Linked DNA regions of Mus musculus: region 2 is linked to region 1. Evidence: chromatin contacts called from public Hi-C data. All regions are on one chromosome and are shown on one strand. Each heading gives the region's core, a stretch centred on a gene start, on an enhancer-like site or on the middle of the called end of the contact. The rest is flanking DNA. Distances are from core to core; before and after follow the strand shown.

Region 1 (6,003 bases), core at 1,930-4,429:
AAGCCCCTGGTATTCTGAGTCTCTGCGGATCAAGATGTAAGCTCTCAGCTACTTCCCCAGTGCCATTGCCTGCCTACTGTCATGCCCCTACCATAAGGGTCTCGGACTCACCCTCTGAAACTGTCAGCTCAAAATAAGCTGTTTATTCTCAGTTGCCTTAGTCTTGGTGTCTTATTGCAGAGAGAGAAAAGTAACTAGGACAGACATAAACTAAGAATAAATAAATCCTTAAAGAGGAAAGAAAACAAACACACGTACATACTGCCTCTGCAGTGCAGAGCATCAGTAAGGCATGGGAGATAGATGTTGACCAGGAGAACAGGATATCCAGGGACAAGGCTCAAGAGAAATGATGGTCAGAGTTTACTGACCAACAATGCTGGTGCCCTGGAATGGAAAGTGAGACAGGAGGGTGGAGGGGACAGAAACTGGGTGCAAGGGTCATGTCAGCAGTGTGTAAGGGCACACTCAACAAGATTCCTGAGTCTAGGGGTCAGAGGCCCTTTTGTGTGCAATAGTGGTCACTGATGGATTTTAAGCCTGGAGCATGGAGAGGTGTGAAATTTTCTAGGCAAGAGCCAGGTGTGGAATCCTAGCACTCGGGGAAACAGAGACAGGTGGTCTCTATGAGTTCAAGGCCAGCCTAGTCTACATAGTGAGTTCTAGGACAGCTAGAGTTACATAGTGAAATCCTGTCCCAGAAAGAAGAAAGAGCCGGGTGTGGTGGCGAACGCCTTTAGTCCCAGCACAGAGGCAGGCGGATTTCTGAGTTGGAGGCCAGCCTGGTCTACAAAGTGAGTTCCAGGACAGCCAGGGCTACACAGAGAAACCCTGTCTCAAAAAAAAAAAAAAAAAAAAAAAAAAGAAAGAAAGAAAGAAAGAAAGAAAGAAAGAAAGAAAGAAAAGAAAATAAGAAAGAAAGGAAAAAAGAAAGAGCTCTTATTCTTGCTTCCTGCTTGCTTCTCTTTTGCCCTCTTGGGCTCTTCCCTTCCCCCTCTCTCCATGTGCTCATGAGACCATGACCGGCTTCTACTTCTCTACTCTCTCCCTCTCTCTGTCTTTCTCTGCCTCTACTATCCTTGTAACTCCCCTCCCCATTCCCTGAATAAACTCTATCCTATACAAAAAAAAAAAAAAAAAAAAAAAAAGGAAGGAAAGAAGGGGGAGAGAGAGAGAGAGATTATTTCTCTAGGCAAGTCTCTGATGTGGCCACAGGACCTAGGCTCTATACCAAGGGTTCCCAACAGGTTCCAGAAGCTTCTAAAGAAAGTAGACCCTGGCCTGAATGAAAGGAGTAGCAGGTCTGAGGGACAGACAAGACAGCTGAAACAGTGCTCTGCAGGGCCCAGACCCTCTGACACTCAAGTCACCCCTAGTTGGGAGGCAGAGGTGAGACTGAAGTCCAGTGCTGCCACCTGGTAATGCTGTGACATTGAGCTGGTCAATGTCCACTGTGGAGTGTAGCCTTTGCTTCTGTAATATGGCAACACTTGAATTCCATGTTCCTGGCAGCATTTCCTCGGGGCAGTTTGTAGTGCTGATAAATATGACCTGAAAGCATAATCCAATATCCCCACATGTAGCTGTAGAGCATGCCTGGGCCCTGAGGATGGGGAGCTAACCCCAGAAGCCCTCTTGAAGAAGGCTTTGAATGAGGAAGAGAGCCAGGAACTCCAGTCTGGGTACACTTCCTAGCAGACTCCTGTTAACATTGGAAAAACAGAACAGGAAATGTAGTGGTGTGTCCTGGAATGGCCGGAAGTCCTGGAAGACCCACAGCTCGCCTGCCCACGGTCCTCTCTGTACACCTCCCTTCAACACCCTCTCTCAGATATCTTGGCCTTGAACTTGACACCTGGTTCCAGAGGAGGCCAGAGATGATTGCAGGGGATGAACCTGTGGCTGGGAAGGAGAGCCATTCTTGGAAGAAGGTCGCCCACCCTGCAGTGCTGTGTGTATCTAGCTCCTGAGAACAAACAGGCCTCTTGCTGCAGCCAACTTGTTCTTAAGTGTTTTGTAAACAGACATCCTGGGATCCTAAATATTTGTTTTATTTAATTCTTTTCACGTATTCAATGTTCTGTGATGGATTTGGTTTTTTTTGTTTTTGTTTTTTTGTTTTTTTTTTGTTTTGTTTTGTTTTGTTTTTGTTTTTGTTTTGTTTTGTTTTGTTTTGTTTTTTTTTTTTTTGGTTTTTCGAGACAGAGTTTCTCTGTATAGCCCTGGCTGTCCTGGCATTCATTTTGTAGACCAGGCTGGCCTGGAACTCAGAAATCCACCTGCCTCTGCCTCCCAAGTGCTGGGATTAAAGGCATGCGCCACCACTGCCTGGGGTTTTTGGTTTTTTTTTTTTTTTTTAATGTTATGTGTTTAGGTGTTTTGCCAGCATGTACATCTGCACCTCATGCATGCAATACCCTCAAAGTCCAGGAGGGGTGATTGGAACCCCCCAGGAATGGAGTTACAGATGTTTGTCAGCTACCATGTAGGTGCTGAGAATCAAACTTGTGCCCTCTAGAAGAGCGACCAATGCTATTAACTCCTAAGCCTCGCTAGCCTTCTAGCAACATTGAAGGTTTTTGTTTGTTTGTTTGTTTGTTTGTTTGTTTTTGAGGCAGGTTTTCTCTGTGTAGCCCTGGCTGCACACTCCAGGCTGTGGAGCTCACTCTGTAGACCAGGCTGGCCTCAAACTCAAGAGATTCACCTGCCTCTGCTTCCTGGAGTGCTGGGACTAAGGGTATGAGCCACCAATGCCTGACTGAATCATTGTTTCTGTTTTTGTTGTTGTTGCTGTTGTTTAAATCATCTATGGGTCAGGAAAGATGGCTTGGCAGTTAAGAGCACCTGCAGAGGCCAGCATTAGTTCCCAGCACCCACATCAGGTTGTTTACAACCACCTGCAATTCTAGAATTGGGTCCCTCCAGGGGACCCAATGCTCTGTCTTGCCTCCTTGGGCAACAGGCACGGGTGCTTATCCCCACATATAGACACACTAGCAAACAATTGAATATAAATAGCAGCTTTTTTAAATTACATTTAATTCTAGTATCTAAAAGTTTCTTTGAGGAAAAGCCCAAAAGTGTCTTAACTCTCACAAAAGGGCTGGTGGGAGGCGGGTAGGAGTGGGAGACAGGACAGGCTTTAGGTTCTGACTACAAAGGCCTTTCCTATTAGTGGTACTGTGGTAGAGCTGGAGATCTAGATGCCAAGGCTTGCTGTGCCCGGCTTTTGGTTTTGTAAGAGTCTCAATATATAGTCTATAACTTATGATTATTGTCCAGTCTCCAATCTCCTGGGTGCTGGGATTACAGATGTATACCACTGTGCCTGGCAGAAAAAAAAAAAAAAAAAAAAGAGGGCTTTGAGTTTTGAGTCCTCAGGAGGCTACGAATGTTTTGCCTCAAAAGAGAAACTATAATTATGGGGGAAATCCCAGGGGCTGTACCTCCAAAGTTGTGTGTAATATATGGCCTATTTGCAAAATATTGCAAAAGAAATCTGGCAGATTGCTGGATGCCCAAGCCCGGGGGCTACACCACCAACACCACACACATACACACATACACACATACACACATACACACATACACACATACACACATACACACATACACACATACACACATACACACATACACACATACAAGCTGGGTCTCAGTAAGGCTCCTCTTTCCTCCAAAATGCACATTGTGAAGTACTGAGAGGGTTAAAACCTAATCCACTCGTTCTGAGAGGCAATTAGGACTAGATAAGGCCAGGCAGGGAGACTCATTAATGCATGCTGTCCTTTTAGAAGGGAGAACAAAAGTCAGAAAGTGTACTCTGGTGCTGTCTTTTGCCCTATGATGTCCTGACCCTGCCAGCAAAAAGGCCAATATCAGCTTTGGTCCCTCACCTTGGACCAGACCTGTGAGCCTCTTGAAACTGTCAAAGTAACTCTGCAGTTCAGGTCGGTGGATGTGGAGTCCTCCCTGGGCCTGCATGGTGCGCAGATGACTCCTGTGTGGGTCACACTGGGCAACCGTGAGAGCCCACTCAGCTGTCAAAGCAACCCAAGCCAGGAGATGCTTGCATGCAAAGACGTGGGACACAGCTGAGGGTCTGAGCTGAGGGTGTTGTCTGGAGGGATGGTTCCAATCCTTTCAGACACTGTTGTGTGAGTGCAGGATCCGGGACAGCAATCCCCTCTCTCCCAGCCTCACCCCACTTCAATCCTGGATCCAGACTTCTTGCCCGCCCCTCCCAGGTCCGCTCAGGTTCCCCCCTCCCACTCCCACTGCAATCCAGACAGTTTTTCAGGTCCCCTCACTTCTCTCTAATCTACCCTTGGCCAACCCCACTTCCTTTGCCCAAACTATGCGCGCGCGCAGGGAGCTCCAGAGTTTATGGGCGGGTGCTTCTCTCCCTCTACCAAGCTGGGCGGAGAGCTGGAGGATTAAACCCTGGTTCCTTGCCCCGCTGACAGGCTGTTCCAACTTCTCGAAGCCCGCGGGAGGTTCGCGACCCCTCCGGAAGGTGCTTGCACGGGTGTCTGACTCCCACTTAGCCTGCAGCGCAGGCCTAACACAGTGCTTGCACCCAGAGTCCTTTGATCCATCAAGCTGGGCTTAGCCACATGGAACTAAGCGCTCGCCATAGCAAGTTCCTGTGGCCCACTAAAAATGTCTGTGTGCACAAGCTCCGTTGTACTGAGCTGCCCAAATAGCACATCTGTTCCCCATGTTGTGAAGCGACAAGCTGTGAGTAAGAACGTCTTGACAGTCCTTTCCTCGTGTTCCTCTCCTGACGGAAGTCTCAGACTTGTCATTTTTAATGATTCCCTGGCATTCCCTTGCTGTTCCGCCCCGTGTGCAAGGCCAGCTCCTTGGCTGCCCCCAGTGCTCAGAGACCTGCTACTGTCTTGAAATTCCTAACGGAGCAAGGGATTCCACATTTTCATATTGCAGTGGGTTCTGCCTGGTACCAAATCCAGAGGGCCACGGCTTTAAGCTTTATAGATGGAGCAGTGACAACAATCAAGAAAGAGATAAATAAAGATAAAAACAACAATAACAAAAGATTATATTCTGCCTTGGCAAGAGGGACCAAAACAGAAACCCTAGGATACTGTTGACAGGACAGATAATTGTTCCGCCTTCTGTAGTACAATCTGACAATGTCTTTCCTAATTGAAAATATTTGCTATCTCTAAATGATTTCACACTCCGTTTTTTAGTAAATGGATGCACTTCTCTGTTTACTCAGAGAAGTATGTACAAGGTAACTAACTCCTTACAGCATCACTGTAAAAAGCAATTGATTGTAAATGGCCTAAATGAATCTCAGTAGGGACTCATTTAATAACACAGATTACCTATGCCATGAAATCCTTTGTTAACCATTTAAGAAAGTGTCTGAACTGATCTATAGATCTGGAGACAAAGGGGGAAGCCAGATACAGAATGGCACATTTACATATCAATGTAGAAGGGCCTTGTGCATAGACCAACTCTGGAAGCCTGGAGGAAGAGCTGGTGTCCTGACTTTTCTAGGAAGGACGGTTGGAAATATGAAAGGTCACCAGATTTTGTGGTAGTTATCCCTTTTTGTTTTGAGCCTAGCTTTTAATGGCTGAGCCATCTCTCTAGTCTGGTAGCTACCCTTAAAAAAAAAAAGTCATGGGCAGGGTGTCGTGATGTACACCTTTAATCCCAGAAGATGGGAGACAGAGGTAAGTGACTCTGTGAGTTCAAGGCCAGCCTAGCCCACAGAGTAAGTTTCAGAGCTTTGTAACCATGTAGAGAGATCCTATCTTATATATGTGTGTGTGTGTATACATACATACATACATACATACATACATACATACATGAGGGTATGCCTCTCTGTGCGCACATATGTGAGGATAACCAAGAGTTACAAGTGCTTTTAAACCACCTGGTCTGAGCTCTGGGAACTGAACTGTCCCCTGCAAGAGTAGCAAGCACTCTCAACCAACTGAGCCATCTTTCCAGCCCAGTAGC
Region 2 (5,720 bases), core at 2,521-5,020, 110 kb before region 1:
GTTTTAGAGAGAATGCTACACATTATGAAATTTTTAAATGCTACTATTTAGAGTACTGGCTTATGATTTTTAGTTGGTATGGAAACCCACTTCCTCATATTTATTTTCTTAAAGATCAAACAATTAAGGTTTTTTTTTCATGGTCTTGAAGAATCAACTATATACCATATATGTGTGTGTGTATGTGTGAGTTTAAAGATTATAAATTTAATCATAATCTTAAATTCATCCACAATGACCATTTTATTTCTCTAAACACCCAGTTCCAAAGGCAAAACTTTCATTTATTTGGAAAATCATAAGAACCCACTTTTGGTACAATTTACATGAGACCAGTCTCTTAAAGGTAGCCTGTCCAGCAGTTAGGAGGGTTTTTTTTTTCTTGTTCACCAGTTGTAATAAAGAGTCAAGGTCAGAAATTTCCTTCTGTGTCAACAAATATAATCTGGTTTCCATTTCAGCATTTGTCCAGCAGATGGCAGAAATGGAAAATCTTGGGACTTGGTGTTTTATTTTTTAAACTCGAAACTGATATCTCCTCCCTTTGACCATAGCTGTTGAAGTTATTGGGGTCAGGGGCAGAGAGCAAGGTGTCAGTTATGCAGTAAGCGATGCTACATTGCCAAATGCAGTGGCGTGCTACTGGCCTTGCTTATAATAATTGGGTTTCAGTAGCAAATCAGCTTCCTTGGGAAAAGGCCAAAGGCTTTTCATAATTGTATTGACAACAAAATGAATATGATAAATGGTGTTCATTCAGTTGAGACAAGATTTATAGTTTTCCTTTGGGCAAAGGATGAAGAGCAAATATTTATAATAATAGTAAAATTTGTTTAAAAGTTATATTATTTGATCATTCAAAAAGCTTTATTAAAATATTTTGAAATAACTTTTAACAGTTTCAGGTGATAAAGTACAGATTCTTTCTAAAGTATTCAAGTAATGCAAAAATGAATAAGTATATGATTTTTAAAAAATACAGATATGAAAGTCATTTATTCTTCCTGAAATATTGATATGTCAAACTGTCAGTGAGGATCCCACATTACTGCTGGGGAAGTTTATTTGCCTTTTATCCACATAGATGTGTGTTCTTTAATTTGTTATGCAGTTCTTAGCTTATAGAACAAACATTCCTGTTAAGAGCACATGTCATCGTAAAGTCAAAATGCATTTTATTTATGGTGATTGTTTGATAAAATGCTATTTCCATGTTTAGCTATTTAATTCACAAGCATCTCTGTGAATGCCTTAGCCATGGCATTAACTGCTGCACGAACTGCATGCTTACCACTGCATCTGTCCCAAGCTGCACACACTGCATGCTTACCACTGCATCTGTCCAAAGCTAAATGGCCTGGGACTTCACAGCTACCATCTTGATAATTTTTTTCATGACTTGAGAATTCAAGCAGGAAATCATTCGTTTACACCTTTGCCCCTAAAGTAAGAATGCAGCAGTAAGAAAACCGCACATTATTCAAACGTTTCCTAGGTTGTGCTTAGATGAAGGTTTCAGATGACCAGAGGGAAACTAAAATATCCACATGTAAATATTATTTCCAGGATTACTCTAATTTCCAGGATGTGGTCAATCATTGAGCTCACACAGGCAGGCAGTACTGTTTGTCAGTGAATATAAACACAGTACACAAAAACAAAGGAAGCAATGACCAAAATTAACAACCTTAAACTCCAGCCTTGTCTCACTGCCTCACAGCCTGTGGGTCCTGGGTAAGTTAGTTGGAGTCTTGGAGTCACAGTTTTACTCCCATGACCCAGGGTTAATCACCCCATCTCACAGCTCCCGACTGTAGTGTGTGGGACAGAACAACTCCTTCGCTGCTGTCACTTCCCCTCTTAAAACAGTTAGCAAGGATGTGGGCTGCGTATCCATTCAGCAAAGCTGGCTTCCGTTGCGCAGTGTGCTTGGTTTTCTGAACAGTATAGGTTACTGAGACACAATTCTTTTTGTTTTACACTCCAGATTTTTTTCCCCTCCCAGTCCACCCTCCGACTGTTCCACATCCCATACTTCCTCCCCACCTCCCTGTCTATTCTTACCCCTAAATGAACTTTCAGTTCAAAAGAGTCCTCTGCATGAATGACTTACAAGAACATATATAGAAAGCTGTAAATGTGGTCAGGAAAGGCTCTGTAAAGGTGACCATGTAACACTGAGTCTTGCTAGGTTAAGTAAGACTAGACCCTACGAATTACAAGGGACAGAGTTTCAGGTGATCATTGTTTAGGGGAAATAGTAAAGATGCTTCGTTAAGACACAGCTTATTTCATGGCTAGAAACAGGTTGTCCAGGACCCTTCACTATCAGACTCCAAAATGGATATTCATATTCTTAGGCAGTATGAAGCCTGAAGAATAAATTCTGGTAGCTTTGAGAGACCCACATAATCAGAAGAATATCTTAAGAAGAAAATAATTGGCAGTATATGTGAACCAAGTGGGACTGCAAAAGGACTAACCCTGAAGACCCACTGTGAGGCTGGCCTGCTTTGAATGTGTGTTTTATGCACAAGAAATACAAGAGTACATTGCTGCTCTTCAGAAGCATACAGTTCTGTGGGCATGCAAAAGAAACCCTACCGACCAACCAATTACACGTGTGTTATAACAGACACATGTGACGGGACCACAGGAACATTTGTGAAGAGTTTACTAATACTTTGGTCAAACTGAGAGAGATTTCTTAGGAAACCAGAAGTTGCACTAAGATTGAAAGATGGATTTCCAGCCATGAGAGAGGAAGGGCATCCCGAAGTCTGTCCCCTCCTGAACAAAGCACAGGTGTTGGCATGTTGGTGCTGCATCTTAAGCCTCTGCACACCAGGCTCCTCCTCTTCTGGAACCACAGCCCCAACCCTGAGTCCTAACAATTTTAATGAAAACATTTATGTTGTCATAGGTATTAGAATGCTTTCTTACCTTTTTATTCTCTAGTTATATTCATTGGTCTATTTTGTGTACATGCGTGCTCTTTCCCTGGCACACATGGAAATTGGAGGACAGCTGTGGGCGTTAGTTCTTTTCCTACACGGCAAGGGTCCTGAGCATGGAGCTCTAGTCGGGGGCACCAGAAGGGCCTTTACACAGTGAGCCCTCTGGCTAGCCTTTGCATTTTCTTTCATACTATTAAATCCAAGAAGGAAATAGTTGTGGTGGTTTTTCTCCTGATTCTGTTTTTGTGGTGTAGCATATTCAAACTACTAAATCACAGGATGGATGAATGAGATGTGTGGGTTAATCCTGGATGGATGCAGATCCGGTGCCTGCCAGTTCCTCACATTGTCATCGGGTGTGCTAATGTCACCATTGGTGCCTTTGATTGTTCATTTATCTGATGTGGACCTTTGGTTCTCATTGAGAAGTCCAGGTGACAGTAATGAGATCCATGCCTTTCCTACCTAAGGGCTCCTGTTCTCTTCCTCCTGCCTATATGTGTGTAGTCCTCACAAGGCCACTGGAAAATTAAAGCTGGGTTTTGATTCTCACTCTGTAATCTGAGCCTGGCCCTCTCGCTCCGCAGCCCTTTAACCTCCCTGCTTAGTAGACCTCTGCTCTGCTTCCCAATAATCGCTCATTCTCTCTGTGGCAGTCACCTCTGTCAGAAGCATATTAGAATTGTCACTGCTCTCATTCCACACAGAGAAGGGAGCATCCCCTCATATCCTCTGCTCTTAGCCCAGTGTGAATACCGTGTACTTTAAAAACATCACGGTGCTCTGTCTAGAAAGTAGTTGGCACAGTGGCCTGGGTTAGGTTTTGAGGTTTGTGTCTGTTTCCTGGTGATGCTGGAGTTTGTGCCTGAGCTGTCTCTTTCCAGAACCGGAAGCGTCCTTTACACACCTGCCACACTGATTAAGTATGACTCTTGAGCATAAAAACCATATATTCTATTTCTAAATCAGTCCTTAACACAGTTTATAATATGTAGCATCTCCTGTCTATTAAACAATAACAAGTTTTTAATTCTTGGAGAAAAATAGTAAACTATTTGACAGTTCAAAGGAAGTTAGCAGTCAAGCTAGTTTTTTCTTTAATATTCATGTATGTGTATATGTGAATGCATATGTGCACACATGTGTCCATGTATACACATGCATCACAGTGCATACATAGATATCACAAGACAACTCACTCTTTCCACCATGTAGGTTCTGAGGCTCAAATAGATCTTTTGTTATTGTTTTTTATTGAGCCTACTCTTGACTTAAACATACCCACCCCCTTCCTGGCCTCACTCCCTGCTCCTTCCTTTGTGTTATTTTCCCCATGTATCTTTACGTTAGTTGTGGCCTGTCTTATTAGAATGTAAGTCCCGTAAGGGCAGGAGCTTCTTAGTGTTTTGTCACTGGTCATCCCTGGAGACTTTAGGACAGCGTGTTTGAGGACGTCAGCACGTACTTGTTAGAGAAGCTGCTTTTGTGAGTGCAGCCTGAGTTCAGGGTCTCTCTGGGAACTACTGCTCTCCTGCTTGGAGGGCCACAGCACTCCTCGGACTTTGGCAGGCTTATTTTCACTTTTACAGAGTGATTTCTTAGAGCTCAGCATGAAGTGCAGTTCAAACAATCATAAGGCACTTCTACCATAGGCTTTGCAGGTTCACAGGTTTACAACAGCAAATACTGAGCTCTGCTTTGTATAGAGCCTGTACATAGGAGAAGACACTGGTTTCTGCACTCAGAGAGCTTGGAATGGAGAGAGGAATTCTGTAGTGGGGCTAGCACAGTCATACATAGGCCTTTCCCAACCCAGGTGGGCTAGCAGTATAAGTGGTGAAAAACGCTTTCAGGAATCATTGTCAACTGTTTTGGAATATGAGGAGCACATGGTCATTAAGAAGGAGATCCTAAGGAAGTGTGGATACCAACCCTTTCCAAGCTTACAGAACAAGCAGTAACTACAACCAGCCAGCCCTGCTTCTCAGACAGATGTAGTCAGGAGTGCTCATTGAGCATAGGCAAGGAAGAGATTGATGCCATTTGACAAGATAGGAAAAACATCCCAGAGACATGAAACATGAGCTATGTATTGAAAGATGGGATGAGGCAGAAGGAAGCAATGTACAGAAGGAACATGACCACTGGAGTCCAATGGTTTATTTGCAGGGATTTGCAACAAGCCAAGTTCCACATAGAGCAGAAATGGAGGGATTGGAGGCAGAAGAGCCTCTATGTCTTGATGAGGAACTTGACTGGGATGCAGGGGCTGGGTTTATGATGAGCTTTTCCACCAGGAGCTTTGTCCAAATCACGGCAAGAATTGGTGATCCCATTCAGCAGTCCCATTCCACAGCATTCAGTGTGCTGGAAAGAGACTTGGCAGCTGTCGAAATGAAAGCGTCAAGCTTCCTGCTCTAGTTTGAAGCTTTAATCCATATTTCTATGTTTGCCAAGAAGGAGGCCCAGTGTGGTCTGAAGGTCCAGCAGAGATGATGTTTTGCATTCCTGGCTGGGCTCAACCAAGTGTGCACCCCTAGTGTTAACAAGAATGCCTGCAGGCAAGGCATGGTGGCAGACACCTGAGAAACAGATGCAGGTGGATCTCTGAGAGTTCAAGGCCACCTTGGTTTACCTGACAGCCAGAGTTACACACTAGGAGGACCAGAGAGAGAGGGGATGGGGGGGGGGGGGGCGGAGATTATTGTACTGTGCTTAGCAGCATTGGCCTTGGGTGGATTAGCACTAACACCATCTTACAGA

Evidence for each region. A called contact is a pair of places that touch in the nucleus more often than the background predicts.
Region 2: a contact with region 1 is called in a Hi-C map of the MNK3 cell line, with 5 times the contacts expected there. The contact joins two enhancer-like sites. A contact is called at or near these places in 18 of 39 promoter capture datasets (the 3T3-L1 cell line, 3T3-L1-derived adipocytes, the C10 cell line and 10 more), 10 of 15 datasets of contacts at CTCF or cohesin (CD8 T cells, the G1E-ER4 cell line, the NIH/3T3 cell line and 6 more), 236 of 484 Hi-C or Micro-C datasets (the 3T3-L1 cell line, 3T3-L1-derived adipocytes, the AML12 cell line and 125 more), 26 of 115 datasets of contacts at active chromatin or transcription factors (the NIH/3T3 cell line, PVALB interneurons, acute myeloid leukemia and 20 more) and 3 of 9 other capture datasets (embryonic stem cells, embryonic tail and embryonic trunk).

The regions. Positions count from the first base shown.
Region 1 is chr11:33,179,412-33,185,414 of GRCm38.p6, reverse strand. No RefSeq gene overlaps it. Among named protein-coding and RNA genes, the nearest start is that of Npm1, 19 kb to the right of the region's middle. Within about 2 kb of position 3,179, at least 9 of the 459 cell types and tissues checked have an H3K27ac peak or open chromatin away from gene starts, as enhancers often do. A contact at or near this core is called in the MNK3 cell line, where this site is marked.
Region 2 is chr11:33,290,386-33,296,105 of GRCm38.p6, reverse strand. All of the region lies in intron 20 of Ranbp17 (RAN binding protein 17), which reads left to right. Among named protein-coding and RNA genes, the nearest start is that of Tlx3, 90 kb to the right of the region's middle. Within about 2 kb of position 3,770, at least 3 of the 459 cell types and tissues checked have an H3K27ac peak or open chromatin away from gene starts, as enhancers often do. A contact at or near this core is called in the MNK3 cell line, where this site is marked.